3 separate regions of the Mus musculus genome follow, and regions 1 and 2 are each linked to region 3. The links are chromatin contacts, called in public promoter capture Hi-C maps. All regions are on one chromosome and are shown on one strand. Each heading gives the region's core, a stretch centred on a gene start, on an enhancer-like site or on the middle of the called end of the contact. The rest is flanking DNA. Distances are from core to core; before and after follow the strand shown.

What was found. Promoter capture Hi-C pulls out the DNA fragments that hold promoters and counts their contacts.
Region 1: a contact with region 3 is called in a promoter capture Hi-C map of pre-B cells, with 8 times the contacts expected there. The contact joins the promoter of Pik3r3 here to the promoter of Cmpk1 in region 3. A contact is called at or near these places in 4 of 39 promoter capture datasets (cranial neural crest, frontonasal cranial neural crest, pre-B cells and 1 more), 1 of 484 Hi-C or Micro-C datasets (pre-B cells) and 1 of 115 datasets of contacts at active chromatin or transcription factors (pancreatic cancer cells).
Region 2: a contact with region 3 is called in a promoter capture Hi-C map of pre-B cells, with 6 times the contacts expected there. The contact joins the promoter of Gpbp1l1 here to the promoter of Cmpk1 in region 3. A contact is called at or near these places in 2 of 39 promoter capture datasets (cranial neural crest and pre-B cells).

The regions. Positions count from the first base shown.
Region 1 is chr4:116,220,242-116,222,941 of GRCm38.p6, reverse strand. Pik3r3 (phosphoinositide-3-kinase regulatory subunit 3) reads right to left here and starts at 1,334. Exons shown (of 10, transcript NM_181585.6): 1 at 529-1,334. The coding sequence starts at 634.
Region 2 is chr4:116,556,301-116,559,000 of GRCm38.p6, reverse strand. It overlaps Gpbp1l1 (GC-rich promoter binding protein 1-like 1), which reads right to left and starts at 1,343. Exons shown (of 12, transcript NM_029868.3): 1 at 1,173-1,343. It also overlaps a transcript of Tmem69 not described here.
Region 3 is chr4:114,985,974-114,988,673 of GRCm38.p6, reverse strand. Cmpk1 (cytidine monophosphate (UMP-CMP) kinase 1) reads left to right here and starts at 1,446. Exons shown (of 6, transcript NM_025647.3): 1 at 1,446-1,708. The coding sequence starts at 1,541.

The DNA.
Region 1 (2,700 bases), core at 85-2,584, 1.2 Mb before region 3:
ACCGGCATTTGGTTTCTATGAGAGAAGCACGGAGTCTCAAAATGAATAATCACAAAGGCAACTCAGTTTCTAAAGTTAACCAAGGTAAAATAACAACGAACCATAGCAGATAACTGCACTAAAGTATAAGCTTTAAGGAATCGCCACAAAGGGAAATTCTTCAAGCATGGATTATAATACATCCCTTGCCAGCAGAAATCTTGATTAAAAAAAAAAAAAAAAGTGGAGGGCCGTCAAAACCCTGAATGACATGCAAAGGCCAAACCAAAACGGGTCTTTCCTCCCACTCCAGTCCCCCCGCCCCCACCCCCTCAGGACAATGGGATCAGGGTCCTAACTGCAAACTTTAAAGGTGTAAGCCAGAGCAGTTTTACTGCAGCTATAACTGCAATCTACCCCTCATCCCGAACCTGGCGCACCCAAGAATACTTCTGGCCTGAAAACGTCACCGGGGTTTTGTTAAGCACAAATCAGACCCATCCAAAAATTTTAAAAAATAATAAAAATAACAAGTTTGCTCTCAAATACCTGGAGGATCCATTTCAATATAAAATATCAGTTCTGTCGAATAGGGCATCATCACCTCCCTCCAGTCTGCGTCATCGCGGTCCATACTCCACACCGTATTGTACATCGCGCTGTCAGGGGCAGGTCGTCGGGAAATATATAAAAAGCATATATATCTTTTATCTGATATTTAAAATCTAAATATATATTTGCAAAAGTTCCACACGGAAATGTACTTGGGGGTTTCCAACGGCCAGTACAAGTCCAGCCAAACTACTAGGATGAGGACAAGGTCCTCCTCTTCTCTCCTCCTAAAGCACCCAACAAAATACCCCGAACTTTCAAGCTACGGGGTTTTTACCTCAGAGGGTTACAGGGAAGCTCGGAAAGCAAAGAGCAGTGGTGTTAAAAAGCAGCTTCCCGAAAATCCTTCCTACACAATCGCTCTCCAAAGGGAAAAGCTCCCACCGCCTCCTAATCTTTCAGCGGAAGCCACTTTTGTGTCCTTCGGAGAAGAGAGAATGGAGAGGAAGGGGGAAAAAAGAACGCGTTGGGAGAAAGCTGGGGAAGTGACAAAGGCTTGAAAAGGGGGTTTGCGTTCAAGTTTCGGGGTCCCACTGGTCTGCGGAGAGCGATTCCCTCTGGGATTGGGACTCGGGCTCTATTCGCGTCAGGCTGGGAACCCAAGCTTCCGCAGCTTCGGGATGGCGACCCCTTGGAGAGTCCAGTCAGCTCGACTGTGCCCGAGTAGTAAAGGTAACCACGACAGCGCCGGCTCCCCTCACGCTCTGCCCTGGCTCCAACCACTAGAGTTTCATTTTAACTGCGCTGAGGGGACCTCCTCCCCCGCCCTCCCCCCTTGCCACCCCCGCTGAGGCGCCAACCAACCGGGCAGGACAGGAGGAAGAGCCGGTAGCTCGACTGTCCTTTCCACTCCTTTGCACCTTAACTGCAAAGATTGTCAAGTGCCTAAGAAATGAAGACTGCCACCACCCTCCGCTTCGACTTTTAACTCTCCCCGTCAGCCTGCGAGACTCGACACTTTAATCAGACTTTGCCATTACCCCCTAGCCTCGCTCAGAATGGTACAGTCCGGGCGCTGGCCGCTCGCCAGGAGTCGGAGCCGGGCGCACGCGAGCTCCTCCAAGAGTGGGGGGCGGATGGTGATTGGCTGAGCCCGGTTGCCGGAGCCCGAGCCTGCGTCTTTTGTCTGCCCTGCTCCAGCTGAGGAGCGGAGACGGCTGCGCGCCCCAAGCGAGCCAATCAGGAGATAGCCGGCGCCGGCCGGTAAGGCGGCGATTGGTCGGACCTCAGTTACTAAGCGGGACAAAGGCAGAGGGGAAAAGAAAAGAGGAGGAAGAAGAGGGGGTGTGGAGAAAGAAAGAAGGCGCAAACGGCGGTTACTGACAGGCTGGGCGAGCGCTCGGGGGCTCAAGCTGCCCGGAGACTGGCGGGGCTTCCCGCTGTGGCTCGGTCCTCCCGGACGAGTGACGAGGGGGAGAACGGGCTGGCGCGAGACTCTTCTGCCTGGAGACTAGCTGCGGGGGGAGGGGAGCGGCGGCAGCGGGGCGTGCTGTCACTTGGCGGGGCGCACACTCTTCTGCTCCATTGGAAGTCTCTGGGCAGAGTTCCTCCTCACAAACCTCTTCACCTTGCTGCGTTCGCCCTCCCCTACCCCGGTGTTAAATCATCAGATACAGCAAAGGTCGCCAAGCCCACTTGCAGGACTCTCTGTCCAGACAAGATCCCCATCGTCCCCCACCCCACCCCCCCCACACACACACTCCCTGAGGGTACCTGAACCTTGAATGTTCCTTGGGGAGTCATCCCCCCCCCCCCCCGCTACTCCGCTTCACACTGAAGGACTTTAGAACCCATAGTTACGCTCAAGCAAAGAGTGAGGCATCTCATCGAGCCCTCCAGTTCTAGTACTCAAATCAGAAAATAAAGAAATAAGAATTAAATAGATTTTTTAAATTACAGTGTCTGTGTGTTTTCTGTGGTAAGTCACAGGTGTTGCATTCCCCTACCAAAAAGGCGCTTTTCTGTTTCCCACTTCCTAACACACAGGTCCCTCCTTCCAAGCTTAAAGTTCTGAGACTTGCTTCAGAAAAAATGCTGAACATTTTCATGCATTTCAGAAACAGCTAATTAACTTGCTGGGGAACCCTGAATAGCTAACCTGTGCCTAGA
Region 2 (2,700 bases), core at 94-2,593, 1.6 Mb before region 3:
TAGGCAGGGCTACACTGACAAACCCATTTTGAAAACAAAAAACATTCGACCACCAACAAACTACAAATCTGTCTACTGGCGTCTAATACTCTTTAGTTTTTGATGAGATTTACAAAAAAAGTGGCTTTATTACTAAACAAAAACCATGAACCACCACTAACTTCTGGTTTTCCGGGTAAGAGTTATCAAAGTTAAACTATTCAACACATTATACATGCCAACCTCAGAGTACAAAAGTGGCAGACAAAACTGATACCACAGCACAATTTCAGAACTATTCACAACTACCAAAAACAAAAAACCGCACCCATTCTTATGTAAACTTTTGCAGTAAACTTCCTGAGCCTCACCTTCGCTTACACCTACCCTCTTCAAAGGTACCAATTGTCAAAAACTCCTAAGAGAAAACGTCCCATAGGGGAAAAAACGACTGAAATGTTATTATATTTAAGCATTTAAACAGGGTTCTTCCTCAGGCTACAGCCATTTTAGATTCAGTATCTTTTGAATTTTATGGGTTGGGAAGATTTAGCATGGAATAAAAACGACTAGTTAAGCCACTTCAACTAATCAAACTTCCACTCCAATGGGACGGAGTTTGGTAGATAACCAGTAAGACAATCTGAAGTTGAAAAGGTCTCCCTACCCCAGAGAACCGCGACTCCGGGCGTGGAAGTTCCCTTTCGCCCAGATAGTCCACATTTGACTTACACGACTTTTTCCTCGTTAAGTTTCTCTTAACTGGAAAACAGAAGCCTTCGGCTCTTATTTTAAAGAAAGGTAAAATAATAATAATAATAATAGTAATGATAATAATGATAATAAAACCCAAGTAAACCAAATCACTCAACCACTATCAAGCCGGAACTCCTGGAGAGGAGCCGGAGCCGCAGGTGAGCGTTTCCGACCGGGAACTGAAGTTGAAGTCGGAGAGCTCTGGAACCGCCGCGGCGACGCTAGTGTGCAAGACTCCTCCCGTTGGCGGGGGGGAGGGGGACGTTCCAACTCGGCGACTCCCAGGTCCCTCGTCCACCCCGGCGGACCCACACCCAACCACCTGTGCAAGACCTTCTTCTAACTAGTTTTCCTAGACGGCCAGTTAGGTGCCGGCGGAGCCCGTGCCGGGACCACTCCAGGTCTCCTTCTGCTCGGTGTCCAGGACCCATACTCACCCGGCAGCGGCGGGGCTACGGTCAAGGACGACTCGCGGCGTCTGAGGACGCGTCCTCAGCTTCTCCGACCAGCAGAGGTGACTAGCCCACAACCATAACAAAGCTCTTCCCAAAATGGCTGCCCGGCCCACAAGGCCCAGGAGGGGGCAGAGCGGGTGGAGGAGGAGCGACGGCCGGCTGGGCCCTCCCTCTGCCGCTTCGGCCCGCCTCCTTCACGCCCACTAGCACCGGCGCACGCGCAGGCGTGAGCTCCAGCTTTCGTGACCCCGCCCGGGCGCCCGCGGCTCGCTCTGGAAACGTTGGGCTGCTCCTGCAGCGGTTACTTCCCGCCCCGCCCCCGGCGCCCTTCGGCGCGACGCCGGTCGGTCCACTCTCCCTTCCGCAAAGCCTTCGCCTCTCCTTGTGCCGCTCTTGGGGCGAGGACCAGCCGAATTCAGCACGCCCCTTTAAAGCTCCCAGCCGGGTCCTCCGGCCTGGGAGCACGTGAATATGGGAGGATATATTTGTACCAGTTCTTCCCCCACCCATTCTTTCTTCACCTTCTCACACCTCGATTGTGAACCAGATGCTTCGCCAACTACTAGAATTGTCAAACAAGTAGCGGAAGAGTGTGTTTTCCGAGCCCTGTACACCTTTGCCCCTCCATTCACAGGCGCGCGCCGTGGAAACTACAGTCCTAGGCAAGCCATAGACACACACATACTCCCGCCCCTCCGGACTAGAGCATGCGCGGCGGTGTGGGCGCACTACCTGCCGGGAGTTGTAGTTCATGGGCATTGCAGGCGTCACGGAGCCGCCAGAATGGAGGGTTGAAATCTGCTCCAGCCCAGTCTTTGCTAATAAACCCCCAAAAGAGTCTATAAGCACTCTCTTGGCTATTGCACGACAGGAAGGGACCGTACAACCTTGCCAGAGAAGGTAATAAAACTGGCGGACAGCGTCTCACTAAAAACGAATGTTTCAGGAAGTTAGTTTTACTGCTTAGAATGGAGGAAGTAGTCAAAAAGGAGTCCCTACGTAAATGAACTCTCCTTTTTGTCTTCAGCTTTTTACACAAGGAGCCAAGAACGCTCGAAGTACTTGGTAGCTGTTCCTTTTGGTCGACAGATGGCAGGTTGGGGGTGGGAGAGGAGACTTAGAATAAATCACACAGAGGATAAATTCAACAATGTTACTTCCTGGATGACCTTCAAGCTCAATGCCCCTAACGCCACACTTTGATTCATAGAATTCTGAATGTTGGGCCCCAGTCTTCTGTATTCCTCAATGTAATTTCTAGGTAATAGAGAATAAGGTAAAAACAAAATCAACACCTCTTTCTCGCCCAGTGGTAGTAATAAAGGACTCAAATGCGGAGGAAGATGTGTCCAGTCGACTCAACAACGTTGTTTTGCAAGTTAAGCGTTCCAGGCAATCCTGCCTTTAAAAAAATAAAATAATTCCGTAGGCCAAATCAGCCAACTCCAAGTCTCCTCCTAGCTTCTTCCACTACTGTTACTGGGGGTTATTTCAGAAATTGTACTCTACT
Region 3 (2,700 bases), core at 197-2,696:
TTCTTTTCATACCTCCACCTACCAGCTGCTGCAAATATAATTTTGTATCGAGCTGTTTGGGTTTCATTATTGTTTTGGAGATGGGAGTCTATGTAGCTCTGGCTGGTCTGGACCTTAAAAGTGTAAACCAGATGAGGGTGGTCTTGAGTTCACAGAGTTCCATCTGCCTTTGCCTCCCAAGTGCTGGGAATACAGTCAGGCTTCAAACCTATCATCTTCCTGCTTCAGCCTTTGACTTCAGGTTTCTTATTTGGGGAGCTGGAATATTGTAGGTCCAAAGCCAAATTATCTATCTTAGCCCCCAATCAACCATTTATTGTTCACCTCTATGTGACCTAACATTCTTGTGACTATTAGGTAAGTCCATTTGTAACATACAAACAGAATCCTAGCTTCCAAACCCAAAGGCTAAGAATGTGATTGTAAGGGTCCATGACTTTTCAAAGAATGACACCCTGGATTCAAAAAGTATGTAAATACAAAGAGTGTTTTATTTTGCAGAAGTTCAGCATGCTGGGGTCTCCCATTACCAAGAAAGACCGAGAAGTGAGCTTGCAGGCCCAATTTAAAGCACACTGGGGGAGTTCTGAGGTAGGTGGGCTTTGTCTTACTCTATCTCTAGTCAAGTGCAGCAGTGAGGAGGAAGGAAGTTTAATCTGTAACTGATTGTGAACCATCCATTGAGATAACTCACTACCTTTGGATCAGCTTGTCTCATCCCTCTCGTCATCATTTGGCATCTGGGGCCAATAACAGTACCAGCTTTGCTAGAAACCATCTCTACCAAGTTATCTGAAAAAAAAATTGCCATGATTCATAGCTTTGTTCTGTTACTATAAAAAACTCCATGAAAATGCTACCACTGCCGACTCCAATTTTCAAAGGTTTGTGTTCATCCAGGCTCAGTTTTCACTCTTTTTCTTCTCTCTTCAGAGTTTTCCCTAATGGCCCGAGTCAGGGTAACAGAGCTAAGCTTAAAGTCTTTCCCTGCGGTTAGAATATAACCTAAGTGCTTTTCCATAACCGACTCAACTCTCCATTAATGACTTTCCATTCCACTTATCCAGCCCTAACCTTCTAACATGCCCTTCTCTCTTGGCGGGTCACTGCATCCAAGTCTCTGCTCTTTTCAGTCCTCAAGTCTTGGTTCCAAGGTCACCTCTTTAGAGGCCTTCTTTGCAAACCTCAAACTGTTCTCATTTTCCTTTGGTTTCCTTCCCAACAATGCCGTTGTTCCTACTGACTCCTGTGCTTGCCTCTTCGGTTAGGCCGCTTCTCTTGGGAAAGGGAAACCCGGGAGATTGAACCACTGGTCTGCCTAAACGTCAATCCAGGTTCTGAAACTGAAATGCCTTGGGTCTCCAGCCACGTTAGGAAGAACCGGAACCGCGAGCGGAAGCTGGCGCAGCGCACGGAGGCCCCGCCCCTTCCTGTCACGGCGGCCGGCAGCTGGCGGCGGGGCCCCGGCGCCCGCTCTGCCCGCCCCCTCCCTGCCGCCCCGCCCGCGCCGCCGCGCCGGCCGCTGTCAGAAGCGCGTTGTATGCTGAGCAGCTGTCGTCGGCTGCTCCCGCACGTCCTGGTCCCGAGCTGCCCGCCGCTGACCCGCACACTGCGGCTCTTCCCTCTCCACCTCATGAAGCCGTTGGTCGTGTTCGTTTTGGGCGGGCCCGGTGCGGGCAAGGGGACCCAGTGCGCGCGCATTGTCGAGGTGAGGCCGTGCGGGAGGGCGACGGAGAGCTCCCGGGCTGAGCGGAGCGGGCCGGGGCCGGAGGGAGCAGCCGCGTTGGCGGCCGCGCCCCTCGCTGTGGGGAGCGGACTACGAGTCCCGACGGCCACCGCGCGCCCGGGCCGAGGGGCGTCGAGTCTACGAGTGCTTTGTTTCCGCGCGCCCTTGCTTCCACTCCTGGGATCCGGGTCTTCTCGCTACATCTCTGGCTGTCAGTCTCCGGCTAACCGGCCTCGAGGAACCCGACCCGGATCTTGTGGTAGTTAAAGTGCCGGATTTGTGAGAGCCCAGGCGCTAACCTTTGGCCCAGCTGACAACTCACGCCCTTTTCCTTGGGCGAGTGAGTCACTCACTCTCAGTGAACCTCAGTTGTCTAAGCAAATAAAAAACTCTGCTCTCCGAGAAAGTAAAACACCACCCAACTATAAAATCCTCTTATCATTTTTTAAATAATGTTTGCTTTAGGACTGCAGAGATGGCTGAACGGGTAAGGGCGCCTACCACCACGTTCCATCCCTGAGACCCACAGAGAACCACAACCCCACTCCCGCGAGTTGTCCTATGATGTTCACTCTAGAGCTCAAGGGTTTGCCCACACAAATAACTAAATACAATTAAAGTTTTGACATAAGTTTACCAGTTCCATTCTTTTAGTATTTGAGGTCAGGGGTGGCATGTACACGGAGAGAGGCAAAGACTTTAAACTCAAGCAGGTATGGGTTCTAGCCCGTGTTAGCTGTAGTGATGGACTGTCTTGTTTTTTCTAGCCCCTATGAGCTGTAATGATGCGGTGAGGAAGGCTTAATGGACTGTCTTGGGCAGTGTTTTAAAGGAAAACAAGACAATCAGAAAGAAATGGCAGGGTTGGGGAAAAACACCCAACATTCACCTTTAAATTGAGTGCTTGATAAAAGGTTTTGACCCAGAACTTGATAATTTCTTCTTTTCCTATAAGCCGTGGCCTATATTTGCTT